Regions from separate parts of the Pan troglodytes genome. Here region 2 is linked to region 1. A link is a contact called in public Hi-C data. All regions are on one chromosome and are shown on one strand. The core of a region is the stretch at or near the end of the contact, and the rest is flanking DNA. Distances in the headings are between cores, read along the strand shown. Region 1 overlaps DLGAP1 (DLG associated protein 1). Region 2 has its middle 23 kb from the start of MYL12B.

Region 1 (5,332 bases), core at 40-2,539:
TTGTTGACTGTGAGGCCGAGGCAGGTGGATCGTTCGAGGTCAGGAGTTTGAGACCAGCCTGGCCAACATGGTAAAACCCCGCCTCTACTAAAAGTACAAAAATTAGCTGGGTGGTGGTGGCGCATGTCTGTAATCTCAGCTACTCAGAAGGCTGAGGCAAGAGAATCGCTTGAGTCTGGGAGGTGGAGGTTGCAGTGAGCTGAGATGCACCACTGCACTCCAGCCTGGGCAACAGAGTGAGACCCTGACTCCAAAAAAAAAAAAAAAATTGACAGATTAGCAACCGGGCACAGTGGCTCAGGCCTGTAATCCCAGAGCTTTGGGAAGCCAAAGCAGGAGGATCACTTGAGGTCAGGAGTACCAGCCTGGACAACACAGTGAGACCTCATCTCTAAAACAAACAAACAAAAAATTTAAAAATAAGAAAATTAGCAGGGTGTAGTGGTGGGCACCTGCAGTTGCAGCTACTACGGAGGCTGAGGCAGGAGGCTCCCTTGAGCCTAGGAGTTCAAGATTGCAGTGAACTATGATTGCACCACTGCACTGCAGCTTGAATGACACAGCAAGACCCTATCTCTAAAACAAATTTAAAAATTAAAAAAAAAAAAACTTTTTAAATTGACAGATTAGAATCTGATCAGTTTCTTTCCAGAGCTACTTGAACATCTCAGGAGATTCTGCTAAGGATGGAAAAGGAAGGAGTTTTAATTTCAAAGTTTCATTCCATGTCTTGTCAAACCAAGTCTAGATTTGCCATTTAGAACTGCATTCTCTGATCCTGTGTTTTAAGAGAGGTTTCTCCATGTAGATGAAACCAGGAGCTGCATCCTTCCTCGGACTGGTAGGTGTTCCCTGGGCTTTATATGTGCGGCGTAATAACAGCATGCAAACGCCAGGGGGCAATGCAGTTTCACCGAAGAATCCTAGGAAACTCGGGTCTGGCTTTGACTAAGAACATTGGCAGGATCCTGGGGCAAAGGTGAAATCCTTGCTAAAAAGAGTTCCGCAAAGGAAAAAATATGTTTAAAAATCCTTTCTTTGAAAGCTTCCTGCATTGTCATCAAAATTGCCCTTCAGTATTTGTGCACAGCTGGAAGTTTTGTGATATTATTTGCAAAAGATTTACTTTTCGTTTTTTCTCAATGCTGCTGCCTAGTCTTTCCTGGAAGGTTTCCTGGGTCTTTCTGCGTAGGAAGGATTATTCTAACCAACTCTCGGGTAGCCTGGATCACATTGTTAGGACTCTGTTGCGTCCTCTGCCTGACCGCGGGGCTCTCTTCCCCCGGTGCCCATTCAGCGCTTCCAGCTGCCTCTGCGGTTGGAGCCGGGCTCCCTTTAAGGTAATTCCAGTCTGGGCCTGTGTTTTGTTTCCAGCTCGGCAGCCGCCAGGTTTCTGCCCTCCCTTAACCTCCAAGGATGAGAGATCAAAGGTGCCCCTACATCTGCCTCCTGCCCAGCTCTTTAATCTGTTACATGTTCAAAAGGGACAAATGCAGTATTGTGCACTCAGGGAGGGAGGACAAATCAGAGAAGTGGAAATGGGCAGAGCCTCAGAATGTGTTAACTTACATAAATGATATGGAATATGCCTGTCGACATATTAGCCCTGCCACTGTAGAGGTGTTTTCTTCTTAAAAGAGCAAGAATATTATGCAGAAATGGAAATCCTCTTTTCTCCCTTTGGAAGCCTACTAAACCCATTTAATGAAATATTGTACACAGACCCATTTGGAGGTCACTATTAGAAATATAACGAGGTAAAACAAAATATTTTTTAAATTTATGAAATGGAAATTACAAGGGCACTTGTAGAGACCTGGGCTTATTTTATATGTGGCAAAAATGATAACTAATCTTTAAGCAGAGCAGATATATTTTAAGAAAGACTATTTCCAGCGGAGCATGTATTTTCCATATCCGTAGAGCTAAGTAGGGGAATGCATTTTAAAACAGGAATTCAGATTAGGTATTAAGAAAATAATACTGAGAGCAATGGTTATGGAAGGTACAGAATTTACCTAACAGCACTAAGGAAGCAGCAATTATTTCTTCCATTTTTAGAGGAAGGGGTTGGGGGGAGGGGGAAGAGCTCCTGATCTAGTAACAAATTGTTTCTAAACTTAAATTTAGAAACATTTTAAACAGTTTGAGCATCCACGATTTTCTTTAGACTTTTAGGAGAGCTCCCTAATTTCCAACTAAAGACATAAATGTGAACAGGCACTAATTACTTTTTTCTCTATGCATTCCTGCGCCCACACACCCAGAGGCTCTCTTGTGCTTCCTCTTCCCCAGCAGTTACAAAAAGGAACTCCAGCAACTTCAGTTGTGCTTAGCTGCCTTCACAGACAATAGCAAAGTAGGACCAGTGGCCTCATATTAAGTCACACTGTCTTTCCCAGTTACAATGGCTGAGAACCCAGATTTTCACAAGGTGCAAAGAAAAGAATATTGACATGGTTATTAAAAGCTATGGTGAGAAGGGAGTCTTTATCAGCTGCTTCAAATATTTCATTCACCTTCTTAACAAATATTTATTCTGCACTTACTATGTCCAGACATGGTGCTGAACTCGGGGAATTCACTGGTGATCAAAAGCAGTCTTACCCTTTGTTCTCATGGAGTTTACCATCTAGGGGTAGAGACTAGCGTCAATCAAATAATCACAGAGATAACTGCGCTGAAAGAAAGAGACTGTTCTTGTGGGAGAATCTACTGTAACAAAGGGATTAATCTAGAGGCTCAGGGAGAACTTCCCTGAGAAAATCCTCACTAGCTAAGAGTCAAAGGATCAAGAAGGGTGAGGGACGGCACGTGCTAATTCTGCATTCAATATTAGTAGAACTGAAAGGGTGATGTGGCTGGAGTACCAAGAGCTAAGGGACAGGGCACATGTGTAGTCAGAAAATGTATGCACAGCTGACTATGTCTGTCATCTGTTGCTACATACCTTATTACCCCAATGTGGAGCAGCTGAAAAACAATCATTGTATTATACCTTATGATTTTGAATCAGGAATTTAGGCAGGGTTCAGCTGGGCAATTCTTCTGTTCCACATTCAGCTAGAAGTTGGTGTATTGGTCAGAGTTCTCCAGAGAAGTAGTATATCCGTGTGTGTGTGTGTGTGTGTGTGTGTGTGTGTGTGTGTGTGTGTACTGACCCATAATTATGGAGGCTGAGAAGTCCCAAGATCTGCAGTCAGCAAGCAAGCTTGAAACCCAGGAGAGCCAATGGTATAGTTCCAATCTGGGTCCAAAGACCTGAGAACATGGAGAACAATTGTGTACGTTCCAGTTCAAGTCGAAGTCCAAAGGGAAGAGAAGACTGATGTCCCAGCAGAGACAGAGAATTCTCTCTTACTTTGTCTTTTTGTTCTATTCAGGACTTCAACTCATTGGACAAGACCCACCCACTTTAGGAAGGGAAGTCTGCTGTACTCAATGAACTGATCCAAATGTTAATCTCATCCAGAAACACCTTCACACACACTCGAAATAATGTTTGTTCAAATCTCTGGGCACCTCATGGCCCAGTCAAGTTGACACACAAACTAACCATCACAGTTGGGCTGGTCTTGAGAGTCCAAGACAGCATTATTCACATGCCTGGCACCTTCATTTCAATGGCTGGGAGTGTGGGCTCCTGATCAGTAGCAATATGGTAACTGTTGACTAGAGCACCTGTAATTGGCACCTCCAGCCTTGCAGCTTTAAGACTCCTTACATGTCAGTTCAGGGCTTCCAGAGACAGTTCCTATCCAAGAGATAGGAAATCTTAAGGTCTTAATGTCTGAGCCCAGATACTGGCAGAGCATCATTTCCATCATATTCTTGGTGACGGCCAAAGCAGTCCACAAGCCCACTCAGACCAAAGGGAATAACGAAGATGCCACTTCTCAATAGGAAGAGTTTCAAATAATCTGTGGTCATCGTTAGTCATCCATGCTTCAGCCTCTGGACACAAATTATTCACATCTTCTGTAAGGCAAAATATACTCACCCCTTCTAAAGACTTCAAAAACCTCATCTCAAGCTCAAGTTTGAGATTCAGGTTCTTTTTTTTTTTTTTTAGGGGGAGTCTCACTCTCCTTGCCCAGGCTGGAGTACAATGGCATGATCTCGGCTCACTACAACCTCCACCTCCCAGATTCAAGCATTTCTCCTTCCTCAGCCTCCCAAGTAGCTGGGATTACAGGCATGCACCACCACACCCGGCTAATTTTGTATTTTTAGCAGAGACGGGGTTTCACCATGTTGGTCAGGCTGGTCTCGAACTCCTGACATCAGAATATCCACCCATCTTGGCCTCCCAAAGTGCAGGGATTACAGGCGTGAGCCACGGCACCCAGCCGAGATTCAGGTTCTTACCATCTAAATAAGGTTCAGTTGCTGATGGGGCCCATTTGATGCTGTTGTCTTATACAATTTCTCTCGATATGAAGACCTCTCAATATGAAAAAGATATTTGCCTCATATATGTCCAACGTATACTGATAATACAGGGATGGGATAAGTGCTTGGGATACTCCCACTCAGAGTGGATAAACAGCTATACCCCAGGCATTACCATAGCAAGTCTGAAATCCACATGCTGCCAGTTCCTTGGCTGGAGGGCCGAGTCCTGCTCTCTGGAATGATTCTCTGCAGCTCTTGGATCCACCCTCCAGACTCTTGTTGCACCTTCTGAGTTGTCCCCTTTCCATAAGAAATAGCACTTTCAGCTGAATAATCTTCTCAGCTTATGTCTCACCCATAAAAGTCTGGGGGTTCTAAGGACTCTTTGCACTTTACCTCTGCCTGCTTTGTCCAAGCTGATTATGTGTCCACTAATACACTTCTCTCATAATCTTTGTGGGCATCCTTTGAATCCTACTGGGTTTCTTTCTGTTAAATGAAACACGTATCTACAATTCTCTTCAAGATAGTCCCTTTTTGGTCTGGGCTCAGATTTGGGTGCTGTGGGACAATACCCTTAGGATTCTTAAAAGCCTTTTTGTCTATTTTGGAAACTCTATGAGGTACATCCTTAAATATTTCTACAGTCATAAAAAAGTATTTTACAGCCACCCCCTAGGAGTGTTAAAACAATTTTTGTTTTGTTTTGTTTTGTTTTTACTCAACACATTCTAGCTCTTTATTGTCTCCAAATTTTGTTTGAAAACTGAACAGTTCTTTTTTGACTCGTCTTTCTCTACCTGCACCTTTTATTGTGTGTAGCTTTAAAAAAAATTTTTTTTTTAATTTTTAAATGGCACTTTAAGCATTCTGCCTAGAACTTTTCTTACTAAAATCCATGGTGGGTTCCTTGGGTATATTTTCTATTTTCCACATT
Region 2 (5,128 bases), core at 2,013-4,512, 380 kb after region 1:
CCATAAAAAAGAAAAAAGAGTTCCTGTCATTTGCAACAACATGGATAGAACTGGAGATCATTATATTAAGTGAAATAAGTCAGGCACAGAAAGACAAACTTCACATGTTCTCACTCATTTGTGGGAGATAAAAATTAAAACAATTGAACTCATGGAGATAGAAGAAGGATGGTTACCAGAGGCTGGGAAGGGTAGTCGGAGGCAGGGGAAAGTGGGGATGGTTAACGGGTACAAAAATAAAGTTAGAGAGAATGAATAAGATCTAGTATTTGGTAGCGTAACAGGGTGACTACAGTCAATGATAATTTATTGTACATCTTTAAGTAGTTGAAAGAGTATAGTTGGAATGTTTGTAACACAAAGAAATGCTAAATGCTTGAGGTAATGGAAACCCCATTTACATGGATGTGATTATTATGCATTGCATGCCTGTATCAAAATATCTCATATATGCCATAAATATATTTGCCTACTGTGGACCCACAAAAATAAAAAATTAAAATTGAAAAAAAAATGTTTAAAACTGAACTCGTCATTTTCTCCCCCAAAACTTTGTCCTGAACTCTCTGTCTCTCTTGACTATACCTCCACCCACTCAGCTACTCCGTAAGCCTGAAAGTGAGTGATCCCAGACTCCTATCCATCCCCATATATGTGTTCCCTGTGTCTCCTTCAGGGCTCCTGGTATGCTCACCAGCAGCTGCAAGTGACCCACAGAATCAGGCCACTCTGGCATCTACTTGCACTTTCTCCCTTCACTCTCCATCCCACCTGGTCTGATCCTTTAGCTCCCTCCTCCTGGCGAAGTTGGATGCATTTGATACTGCCTTTGCACGAGTTCCCTAGGCCTTGATCTGACATAGGCTTGGATGTTGATATGGTTTGGCTCTGTGTCCCCACCCAAATCTCATGTTGAATTGTAATTCCTAGTGTTGGAGGAAAGGCCTGGTTGGGGTGGATGTCCCCCTTGCCGTTCCTGTGATAGAGCTCTCACAAGATCTGGTCATTTGAAAGTATGTAGCACTTCCCCTTTCGCTCTTTCTCTTCCCTCCTCCCGCTCTCTCTCTTCCTTCTCCTCCCGCCATGTAAGACGTGCTGGCTTCCCCTTCAGCCATGACTGTAAGTTTCTTGAGGCCTCCCAGCCAAGCCTCCTGTACAGCCTGCAGATCTGTGAGTCAGTTAAACCTATTTCCTTTATAAATTACCCAGTCTCAAGTATGTCTTTGTAGCAGTGTAAGAACTGACTAATACAGATGCTGTCTGTCCATTTCTACTGATACCTTCAAGTAGACCTGCAGCGACATCCTGATCCCTGTCTTCCAGGGGAGGGAAAGCACGGTGTCACTCCTATCATTTCTGCAACTGCCCGCTTCTTCACCATCTCACTCCTTTTTGGCCGAAGTGCTGCAGGAGCTCCTTAACTAGTCTCCTACTTCTAATATTAGAATATAATATTTCCCACCCCCAATGTATTTTTTTCTACTGCTATTAGTGATCTTTGTTGTTGTTTTTTTCTGGGATTGGTTTTCACATTTGTATTAGGGGCCACAGGGAAGGGAGCTCTTCCCTGTCAATAGAGGAGCTCACAGATTCTTCAGTCACTCCTACTTCTTCAGAATCTTCTTCCAATTCATTCATTTTCTCAATCTCCACCACTCCAGCTCAGATCTTTCTAAGAATACGGGTGAACCAATGACAGGGCCAGGAAGGTGGCATCCAGGCCCAACCAACACAAACACCAAAGTTCTCACCGTCTTTGCCGTAGCACTGCTATCAGGAGCCCCCGAACCCATGGTACTCAAGAGCCACTTGCTTACTTGGGAACATATGCTTGGCCCTTCAACATCTCTGTAGTAAAGTCATAAAGGAAAGATAACCCACTTTAACCTCCCTTCAAGCTGAGGTGACAACTAGGATTTTATTCCCCTTATGCCAAGGAAGAAATTGCTCAATGGGACTACTTTGAGATTTTTCCTATGCTTGTAAAGAATATATCCTTTAGTTAAGATGATTATCATATGTTTTAGTTTTAATGGGAAATGCAAGTGCACATTCTAAAATTTTAAAAAGAAAGTGTTTACAATGTAATTAAGTTTTCCTCTCACCCCTGGCCCGTGGCTACAAATTCCCACCACAACAGCAACTAGCTTCTGGTGTGTCTTTCCAGAGATGTTTGATTTATGGCTGCATGAACACACATGTGCACATATGCATGGAACACACATGTTATATATAAATTGATTTCAAAATACAATACCTGGGCTCTATTTTTTTTGTTGTTTTTTGAGAGGGAGTTTCGCTCTTGTTGCCCAGGCTGCAGTGCAGTGGCGTGATCTCGGCTCACCGCAACCTCCGCCTCCCGGGTTCAAGTGATTCTCCTGCCTCAGCCTCCCGAGTAGCTGGGATTACAGGCATAGGCCACCATGCCCAGCTAATTTTGTATTTTTAGTAGAGACGGGGTTTCTCCACGTTGGTCAGGCGGTCTCGAACTCCCAACCTCAGGTGATCCGCCCGCCTCGGCCTCCCAGAGTGCTGGGATTACAGGTGTGAGCCACTGCGCCCGGCCTACCTGGGCTCTATTTTAAACCAAAGCCACAGATTTCCCTATCTGCTTGTCATTTCTGACCTCTGTGACACAAGCACAAAAGCTGGAACACATACTTGTCCCTGACTCACACTGCCCTGGCCTGGACAACCCCAGCCTGCACCATAGGTCCTCACGGCCGGCCCATCCCACCCTCAATCTGTTATCAGTGTCTCTTTCACAGGTGAGGAGGTAGCTAATTTTGATACCTATGTCCAATTTAGCCCAGGTACAAAGAAAGTAGGAGAGTGCCTTTGTATTTTCTAAATCAAACGCATCTTTTCAAATAAAAGAAAAATGTGCCATGGAAGAGTTTCAAAATTGAGGTCTGTTTTCACATATTCAGGTAAAGTAGCAAAGTGGTAGCAGTGACATGACAGATATGTGCAACATACGAGGTCAAAAAGAAAAAAATCACAACAAAAATCATATGCATAAAAACACAGATATGCACTGAAAAGGTAAGCAAGAATCTAACCTTTTCCATCTCCATGATTATGCAGAGTAGAAAAGCTTATTTTTCATCTCTTTAAAATTACCTTGTCTGTTTCCTCTTGGCAATAACTTGGTCACATCCATCTGCCTTCTGTTTCACTTGATTTACTCAGCCCTGGCCAATGCTGCCAGCCTGACAATGAGCCTGGATTTGCACGGCCAGCCCGGATTTGCACAGCCAGCCCGGATTTGCAGGTCTCTCCAGTGTGGCCGCTGTGGACTGGCAGTGGGCTCTCCTCCGCCCCTCCCCTCCACAGGGCAGGATGGGCTTGCTTCCCATCTGCCAGGCAACTCAGGGTCCGCAGCTCTGCGTGGCAAGCCCATCAGATAAAGAGGGATTCCTGCTCTTGTTTGGTTGGTGTTCTGTGAAGAGGTTGGGGTTTTGTCTTTTAACAGGGAAAGAAATAGCCAGACTCACAAACAAGGGAGGGGCAAGGTTATATAAATGTGATATTGTTCAAGGAGTGTGCTGTGAAGATCCCCTAGCTACCTTAGACTGGGAACTAAGACCAGATTTGGAGCAAGGAGAGAGGCCCATCCCAGAGAGACACAAGCCTTTTTTGCTTGGGAAGAGTTTCTCAGCACCACTGATTAAAATTTGCTGTTATGAATGGCAAATTTTCTAGGATTGCTCAGTTTATTCCCATGAATGCAGGCCTTGTTTCCTGCTTGCTTCTCTATTTACAGACCCTTGTCTTTTCCTATTGACATCCTTGGTGTTTTCATACCCACGGGGAAGAGGAGAAGAGTGGTGCAGAACTCAAGGGCAATTCAAAAACAAAAGGAAAAGCTCTGGAGTTGGGTGGGGCAGACAGATCCCACTGCCTGATAAACTGGGTGAGACCACAGTGGCTAAGAAGAAGCCTGGATTAAGAGGCTAGATCTGGAGGCTTTGGGGCCTTAGTCTTCCAATCTGAGAAGTGGGAGTATATCTCTCAAGATGCCTTTCAGCAAGTGGCCCCTGCTCCCAAATGTTTATCATCTGGCAGCGATGAAACGCAGATAATCTACTGAATTTCTTTAGCTTGTCTGTAAAATAATCAGGAAATCCTGGATATTTTCAATATAAAACTCTTCAAATTGAGGTTTTTCTATTTCGTGTTTGCTTGAGTTCTCAGCTATGTGATAGGCTGGTATGAAGGCGATCAGCGGTAGCACTGAGAGAACAAACATCACCGTCAGGGCAAGCATTTCTAAAAGCTCTCTTTGACCTCTTCAGTGAGCAGTTAGACACCCGTCGCAGCTCCTGAACAGCTGTTTGGCACCCTGGTAACAGATAAGAACTCACGTTCGTTACGTGCTTCCAAAGTGCTGGGCATTAAAACACTCCCAGAGAGTAGGGTCCTAGTTTCGCTATCACCCTCGGCTCTCAGATGTAATGTACACTTCAGTAAGAAAGAACTGAATAAATAGATTGAATAAAAGATTACTTGAGAAAAGTACAGTAAGCACAACCTCCCAAATGAGTCAATTGCAATTTACACTCGGATTATTAAAAAATGCGAGTAGACGAAGGTCCTCAGATTGGTTTTCGCTGTGCTAGTTACCAGTGTCCACGAGGAAATATGAATCATCATCAAGTTCATTCAGAATGACTGTCTGAAAGGAAGCCTGTGTCCTGGCAATACAATCAACTGCAGTTAAGTGCGGCTGGTAAAAGATTAGGCTGGTCTCCTGTGAGACGTGTTAGAACAATGTTTTATATTTAAACACACCCATTCATACGCATCTCACAAAATACTTTTCGTACCTTTTGAGACCAGCCTGGCCAACATGGCAAAACCCTGTCTCTACTAAAAATACAAAAATTAGCTGGGCGTGGTGGCAGGCGCCTGTAGTCCCAGCTACTTGGGAGGCTGAGGTGGGAGAATCTCTTGAACCTGGGAGGCGGAGGTTGCAGTGAGCCGAGATCACGCCATTGCACTCCAGCCTGGGTGACAGAGCAAGACTCCATCTCAAAGAAAAAAAAAATAGAAGCTGTCTCATAGTCATTTGTGCTAGACCTGTTTTTAATCAGCTTAGGTGCCTTATTAGAGTATATTATCTAGA

The links. Hi-C and Micro-C count contacts between places; a contact is called where the count stands out from the background.
Region 2: a Hi-C map of stem cell-derived neural progenitor cells shows a contact between it and region 1, with 15 times the contacts expected there. The contact joins two enhancer-like sites. A contact is called at or near these places in 5 of 7 Hi-C or Micro-C datasets (blood, induced pluripotent stem cells, a lymphoblastoid cell line and 1 more), 1 of 1 datasets of contacts at active chromatin or transcription factors (stem cell-derived excitatory neurons) and 1 of 1 other capture datasets (stem cell-derived neural stem cells).

The regions. Positions count from the first base shown.
Region 1 is chr17:27,220,957-27,226,288 of NHGRI_mPanTro3-v2.0_pri, forward strand. The region is part of intron 8 of DLGAP1 (DLG associated protein 1); the gene reads left to right. Among named protein-coding and RNA genes, the nearest start is that of TGIF1, 210 kb to the right of the region's middle. Within about 2 kb of position 1,290, at least 12 of the 24 cell types and tissues checked have an H3K27ac peak or open chromatin away from gene starts, as enhancers often do. A contact at or near this core is called in stem cell-derived neural progenitor cells and stem cell-derived neural stem cells, where this site is marked.
Region 2 is chr17:27,602,994-27,608,121 of NHGRI_mPanTro3-v2.0_pri, forward strand. No RefSeq gene overlaps it. Among named protein-coding and RNA genes, the nearest start is that of MYL12B, 23 kb to the right of the region's middle. Within about 2 kb of position 3,263, at least 10 of the 24 cell types and tissues checked have an H3K27ac peak or open chromatin away from gene starts, as enhancers often do. A contact at or near this core is called in stem cell-derived neural progenitor cells and stem cell-derived neural stem cells, where this site is marked.